2 separate regions of the Columba livia genome follow, and region 1 is linked to region 2. Evidence: chromatin contacts called from public Hi-C data. All regions are on one chromosome and are shown on one strand. The core of a region is the stretch at or near the end of the contact, and the rest is flanking DNA. Distances in the headings are between cores, read along the strand shown.

What was found. Hi-C and Micro-C count contacts between places; a contact is called where the count stands out from the background.
Region 1: a contact with region 2 is called in a Hi-C map of liver, with 4 times the contacts expected there. The contact joins the promoter of WWTR1 here to the enhancer-like site in region 2. A contact is called at or near these places in 2 of 2 Hi-C or Micro-C datasets (crop and liver).

The regions. Positions count from the first base shown.
Region 1 is chr9:267,832-271,153 of bColLiv1.pat.W.v2, forward strand. It overlaps WWTR1 (WW domain containing transcription regulator 1), which reads right to left and starts at 1,296. Exons shown (of 6, transcript XM_065073290.1): 1 at 725-1,296. The coding sequence starts at 1,104.
Region 2 is chr9:218,414-221,992 of bColLiv1.pat.W.v2, forward strand. WWTR1 (WW domain containing transcription regulator 1) reads right to left here. Exons shown (of 6, transcript XM_065073290.1): 6 at 2,181-3,579. Among named protein-coding and RNA genes, the nearest start is that of TM4SF4, 9.1 kb to the left of the region's middle. Within about 2 kb of position 1,863, at least 1 of the 3 cell types and tissues checked has an H3K27ac peak away from gene starts, as active enhancers do.

The DNA.
Region 1 (3,322 bases), core at 46-2,545, 49 kb after region 2:
AACTCCCTGGAACAACTGCTATTCAACTTATGTTTAAAAACCTAGTTTCTGAATCTTGGACGTGTGGCCAAGCAGGAAAGAAATCCACAAAGTCGGTTTCCAGGTCGGTTCTGGGCTCTGGCAGCCGCCCGGCGGCTTCGCCTCCAGCGCCTCCCGCCTCCCACCGCAGCGGGAGCCAGGGGCCGAGTGGCCCCGGGGCTTCCGCACCCGCCTCGGACCTGCAAAGCCCCGAGGCCGCCCCCGCCCTCACCCCGGGGCGCTCCCCCCGGAAACCCCGCCCTCACCCCGGGGCGCTGCCCCCGGAGCCCCCGCCGCCCTCACCCCGGGGCGCTCCCCCCGAAAACCCCCGCCTCCCTCACCCCGGGGCGCTGTCCCCGGAGCCCCCGCCGCCCTCACCCCGGGGCGCTGTTCCCGTAGCCCCCCGCCGCCCTCACCCCGGGGCGCTGTTCCCGTAGCCCCCCGCCGCCCTCACTCCGGGGCTCTCCCCCCGGAGCCCCCGCCGCCCTCACCCCGGGGTGCTCCCCCCGCCACCTCCCGGCGCAGCTCCCGCCCGGTCGGCCCGGCGCCCCACGCGCCGCTCTCCGCGAGCCCCGGAGCCCGTCCACGGGCAGCGTGGCCGACCACGCTCCCGGGTGCGGACCGGGCCACGGCAACCGCCCTCCGGCCGAGTCCCCGCGCAGCGCAGCAGCTCCGGCCGCGCTCCCCGCCCCGCGGCCGCACTCACTTGAGGAAGTAGCGCTGTCCCGTGTGCGTGAGCGCCATCTCCCAGCCGGGCGGCAGCGGCAGCTCGTCCGTCACGTCGTAGGAGCGCTGCCGGAGGTGCGCGTGCTGCGGCGCCGCGCCCGCGCAAGGCAGCGAGGCGGGCGAGGAGTGCGAGCGGACGTGCTGCGCGGGCCGCGGCGGGGGCGCGCCCGAGTCCGTGCTGGACTGCCGCGAGTGCGCGCCCGAGTCGGGCTCCTGGAAGAAGGACTCGGGCAGGATCTTCTTCCTCCAGGAGCTGGGCTTGGGGTTCATGACCGCGTTGAAAAGCGCCTCCAGCTCCGTGTCCAGGTCCTGCGTGACGTGGATCACCTGCTGCCCCGGCGGCGGCGGCGCGGGATTCATCTTCCACCCGTCGGTCCCGACGGCGGGCGCAGGCGTCCCGGGGCCAGGCGGCGAGCGGGGCCGGCCCCGCGACAGGCCGCCGCCGAGGACGTGCCCTTCGAGCCGGACGGGCGGCTGTCCGGGAGCGGGAGCGCCTCTGCGCCCGCCAGCGGTGTCGGTGTCCCGGGCGGCCGGCGAGGGGCGGGCGCGTCAGCCCCGGGCAGCGCGGCGCCCTCCCCCGGGCCGGGCAGCGGCGGGGCCGGGCCCGCGCCGGCCCCTCCCGCCCGCCCCCGGCGGCCCGGGCCCGGCCCCCGCCCCGCCCGCAGTTATGCAACTGCCGCGGAAACGGGCGCTCGGAGCCGCCGTGGGACGGGGCCACGGGCTGGGCTGGGCTGTCCCTCAGAGCCCGCCGGTCGCTCCTCGCGTCCCTCCCGCCACACCGCTCGCCCCGTCCCGCACGAAGTTATCGGGCCTCGGGAGGCCGCCCAGGGGTGCCGGCCAGGCCGGTCCGGGGAGCGCACTGGCCGCGGCCCCGCTCGCCGCCGGCCCGGAGCGCTGCGGTGCGGAGGCCCCGGGGGAGCCGCGGGCCCGGTGTCGGAGCCGCCGCCCCGTCCCGTCCGTGCAGCCGCAGGCGCTGGCTCAGAGCTCGGGAAAGCGAGAGCGTTGTTCCTCCTGGTGCAACTGAATTCCTGTCGGCCTAATTAGCTTCGCTTTAAAACCCTCATTCGGGAAGTTCGTGGGTGATCGTCATGTCTGGAAGCAAAATGAATCTTGAATTCATCCGCATACAAGCTTCATAGTGTGATTTAGTGATGCTGTGGCAATAGGGGCCACATAATGGGGAAAAAAGGAGAGACACGTTGGTGGTGACATGGACAACAATACTTGTGTGGTTCGGGTGAGGTTTATCCCTTGGCTGACAGGTACGAATTCAGTGCAGTTGTATCATAAATCTTTCCAACTCACTGTCCACGGGTGGTATTGCAATAGAGCTGAGAAGCTCTGTGGGGCTGTCCTGCCTGCCTGTTCACAACCACTTGTCCCCTGTTCCGTCCGTGCTACAAGGCACAGCTGTCATAAAAATGCGTTCCTGAGGCTCTCTAGAAAGTAAATACGCACTTAAAAAAAAAAAAAAAAAAAGTCATTTATATTTTAATTTTTGGTGCACTCAAAACAACTTTGGAATGGTGATGTGACCCAGAATTTGCTTGAATTCAGTAGCTGCATCTATAAAGAATGATATTGTTCACTCTCCAACTGCAGTGCTGGTTTTTACGATAGAAAACTGCACACGGAGTTTTTGTGACATGCAGACCTGACACATGGGCTATATGAACACACAACATGGCTTTAGAAATGCATTTCTTAGTTACGTTCCTGCATTCCGGACAGACTCCGGGCCATGCTGACTGACAAGGGTACATCCTCCGCAGTAACGGGAATCTACATTAGAAAAGTCTCAGGTAAGTAATTTTTTCCTGACCTTGTTTCTTACGAATTTCTTAAGAAGAAGGATGAACTATTCTGAACTTCATTTTGCCTCTTCAGCTGAGCACTTGGACCTGGCTGTCGAACAACCTTTGTCCCTCAATCGGTGTTACATTTAATGTTGGTAACGTGGATTCTGAGATCACAGTTTAAGCTGTGCCCCTGGACTGGGATCAGGTAGCTCTGTGGAACAGATCTTGTTTGTGCATTACCCGATTTCCTTGCTTCAGCAAATTTTCCGTGTCGTTCATTTTTCCTGACATTCTGTGTTTCCATTGGCTGGGCAGACCTCCTCCTTGCTTTTTGTTGAGTTGTTGGTTTTGTGTTGTTTTGGTTTGTTTTTCCTCATCTTCTGTGTTTCTGGCCAGGAAACGCAGTGCTCCCGAGACGTGTTCGTGCTTCCCTTCCCTGGGAGGTTTCCGCGCTATCTTTTGTGCCATTCTTCCCCCGCTTCCTCGGTCCCGGCATTGTCCCGGGCTCAGCCCGCCGTGCTCGTGGCAGCGCCCGCTCCAGGGCTCTGCAGATGTTACACGTGGTTCTTTCTGCAGTTTCCTTGTTTAAAACCTTTGGATTTGATCAACGTGTGCGCAGATGCGGTACCGCACAGACAGGGGTGTGAACACGAGTGACGTTCACACGGCCCGTCCAAGGCTCTTTGTGTCCCGCAGCCCGTGTGAGCGCACACACACCTGCCCGGGACACCGATGGGAAAGGGACTGAAACTCCAAGGATAAATTCTCATAGTATTATT
Region 2 (3,579 bases), core at 613-3,112:
GTATTGATATCAATATTCCCCCATAAAAACTGGCTGCTCGGCAACTGGTTGACTAGCGTGCTGAGAACACAGCGATTTTCACATTGCACAGCATTGTTTCAGCTGAGAATTCACATAAATAACCCGTGTGCTCCTTTTCAACAACCTGGGTTACAACATGTGAAGTGCCCGCAAATGATTTTGAGCCCAGACGTTTCAACTTCAGCCTGACAAAAACAGCTGAACTGCAGCAGGTGGAGCTCTCTGTACTGACTGCCAATAAACAGACTGCACCAGGTGGCACATCAGCCACAGCATGGCATCACCTGCAGGGAATTCGTTCAACTAGCAACTCTGCAAAGGCTCATTTCAAAAGTTAGGAAGTAACATACACCAAGTTAAAAGACATTTGCTCAGCCAAAAGCAAAGGATATTTCCTAACACCATTTTAGTCTTGAGTGTTCATCACCTGCCCCAGTTCAACGTCAGCTGCCCCCACAGCTCCCGCGTCACTCCAGTGTCACCAGCACCAGGGCAAACAGCAAACTCCGAACAACCCCTCCTGGCCCATGACGGGGGGACCGACACGCTCTGTGACATGACACGGGTGGGGTCTTCACCCCAAAGAGCAGACACAGGTGGCACAGCGATGGGCACAAATAAAAACACAGGGAGAGCACCTCTGAAGTTCTTTCCGGCCAAATTATGTTTTCACTGGAAGAGGACATGCAGTTCAACTGGAAGGACAAAAGCTCTGCCAATAAAATGAGCCTTTCTTACAGACATCGTCATTATCCTCCACCTGTCGCTGCTGATTTACTGCAGCTGAAACGCAAACGGCTCCCACGCTCGGGTCCCAACAACCCAAACCCAACGAAACCGTTAGCGGGCCCTGGAAAGCACACGATCTGCTACACAACCCTGCCGGGGGGCACACCGCGCGGGGGGCGCGCACAGCGCCGGGGGGTCTCCAAGGCTGCTGCCCGTGTCGGATCCCGCGGCTGCTGCGGCAGCAGGACCGGGTCCGACCGCCGCTTCCCTCCCGGGGCTGGCGGCGCCTCCCGCCGGGAGCCCACCCGGTACAGCGGCTATCCCGGTTCCCCCCGCAGCCCGGCCAAGGCAGCGGCGGCTAGGAGAGGCCCCGCGGGCCCGACAGCCGCCCGCCGCCCCTCAGCCCCCGCCCGCCGCCCCTCAGCCTCAGCTGTCGCGCCTCAGCCGTCGCCCCTCAGCCCCCTCAGCCGCCACCCCCTCAGCCGTCGCCCCTCAGCCGTCGCCCCCTCAGCCGTCGCCCCCTCAGCCCCCGCCCGCCGCCACCCCCTCAGCCGTCGCCCCCTCAGCCGTCGCCCCCTCAGCCGTCGCCCCTCAGCCGTCGCCCCTCAGCCCCCGCCCGCCGCCCCCTCAGCGTCGCCCGTACCTGCTCCGGCGGCTCCGCCCGCTCCGGGCACGCGGCAGCTTCACGCGGCTCCGCCGGAACCGCCCGAGGCTGCGCGCGCGTGGGGGCGGGGCCGTCCCTAACCCCGCCTCCCGGCCCCGCCCGGGGCCTCGGGCGGCGGCTGCCTCGCGCCCGGCGCCGGCGCGTGCTCGGCCCGGCGGTCCCACGCGCGGCTCCGCGTGCTTGCGGCCCCGGGAGATCCCGCGGCCGCGGCTCGAACCGCGAGTGGGGCGGCACGGACGGAACCGCTCGGGGCACTCCGGCGGTTCGTTACAATAAACGACACATGGGAACGACCCACGTGCTGCGACAGCGAGGAGCAGCTGCTCGCGCTCAGCCCGGAAAGCGGCTCGCGCGGGCGGAGTTTGAGACCCCGGGCGAGGGACCAGAGCGCGCAGACGCCCCGGTGGAGGCCCCGAGGCAGACCTCAGCACCAATGGACCCGGTGCGAGCTCGTCCGCTCGGCAGGGACGGCGTCAAACAACCGCTGTGTTCTGAGTTGCGAACGGCACGGGGCGGCGGCGCCGGGGAGCGCGCGTGAGCGGAACCTGTGGAACCTGTGCCACCGCTCGTGGCCGTGGCAGCTGCCAACAGACTGGAACACAGTGGTGAAAGGACCCGCTTCGTTTGTCAGGTGCTAATGTGTGTGCCTTTTGCACAGAGCACACTGTGTACCGCGTTCCAAGCAGCCTTACACGGTGCCCGGGAAGCACACACTGAAACCCTCTGAAGGAAAAAGGAAACAATTTAATAAACCAATACACACCCAAAATCTTTAAATTCATTTATATTTGTTTTTCATGTACAAGAGCAAAGAAATAAAAAAACCAAACGGAATCCAATGCTGGATACAACAGTTTGATCCGATTGCGTTTGATACATACAATATGCTGCAAGGTAGTAGAAATTAAAAACAAATGCTCCCATATAACAAAATGAAAAACACAAATAAAAAAGTTAAAGTACTAGCACGTACGTGGATGTAGTGTATTAGGAAACACGTTTATTTGAACACCTCCATTTTTCTGTATTTAAAATAGGCATTTCAATCCTTCCCTTCCCCAAAACAGCATTTGTTGTCAAAAAGTCGAACCCAGTCCCTGCCCAAGTCACGTTCTGACAGTATTACCAGAATACAAAGGGTAATTAACAACGTCCCGTCACTGATCACCAAGACCCTCGTGTGCCACCTCGGCGATGGCCTCAGCACCGCTGTCCAGCTGGCCCTGCACTTAACGTGTCCTACAGGCAGACGGGACATTTATTAGACGTTCAAAACCTGAAACAGCACAGTGAAATATTGTCAGCAATGAACTGAGTTTCATAAGGATTACATATGCTTGAACACCTACAAGTTCTACCGTAAGCCTGTTTAAAGCCAGAAGCTTTTGAAAAAAAGAACTTTAAAACCCAGATATCGTTGTTGCTGCACTTGACCCGACACATCCTCCCCATTACAGAAACGGAAACTCACAGTGTAAGAATCACTTTTACCTCGGCTCAACACGGTTCGGCTCATGGCGGGTAAGTCTCAGCCCAGGTCCTGCAGCAGCCGGACACCGGAGGCTGGGGTACCCAGCGCCCTCCCGTTCCAGGTCTGCTGCTGCTCATTATGTAGGTTACATGGAAACACAGGGCCTGATTCTTTTACCTCTTCGAGGTCTTTGAACCGAGACAGTCGACACCTGGAGCAAGAATGCATGAGGAACCAAGTTTGTAGCTTCACAATTCTGATGCACACGCGAGTTTACTGGAAAACCGCGTCAGTTTTCACTGCAAAGCAGAACTGAGAAGCCTTGAGCTGGTGAAATGGGCACAGACGGACAGACAGAAGTCAGCACTGGATCACGCCAGCAGAGACCTGATCTGCTTGGGATATCTTGTATGAACAACAAAACTCAGATCTACAATGGCACAGACCCACCAGCAAATGAACAAACCGCTGTTTCTAAGCACCACCTATGCTGAGCAGTTTCCCCAGCCCCCGCCAGACCCCCCTGCAGCTCCCGCCAACGCGCAGCACCAGCGGCCCCCGTGAGGACGCCAGGCGCCTCCAGCCCTGTCGGTCACGTCACTGCAGACGGAGCCTTGGGGCGGCTCTGGCACCCAGGCTGGCGGCCCGGCGCAGTCCTTCAAAGGACGCGTGGACCCCCTGCAGTACTGCTGGT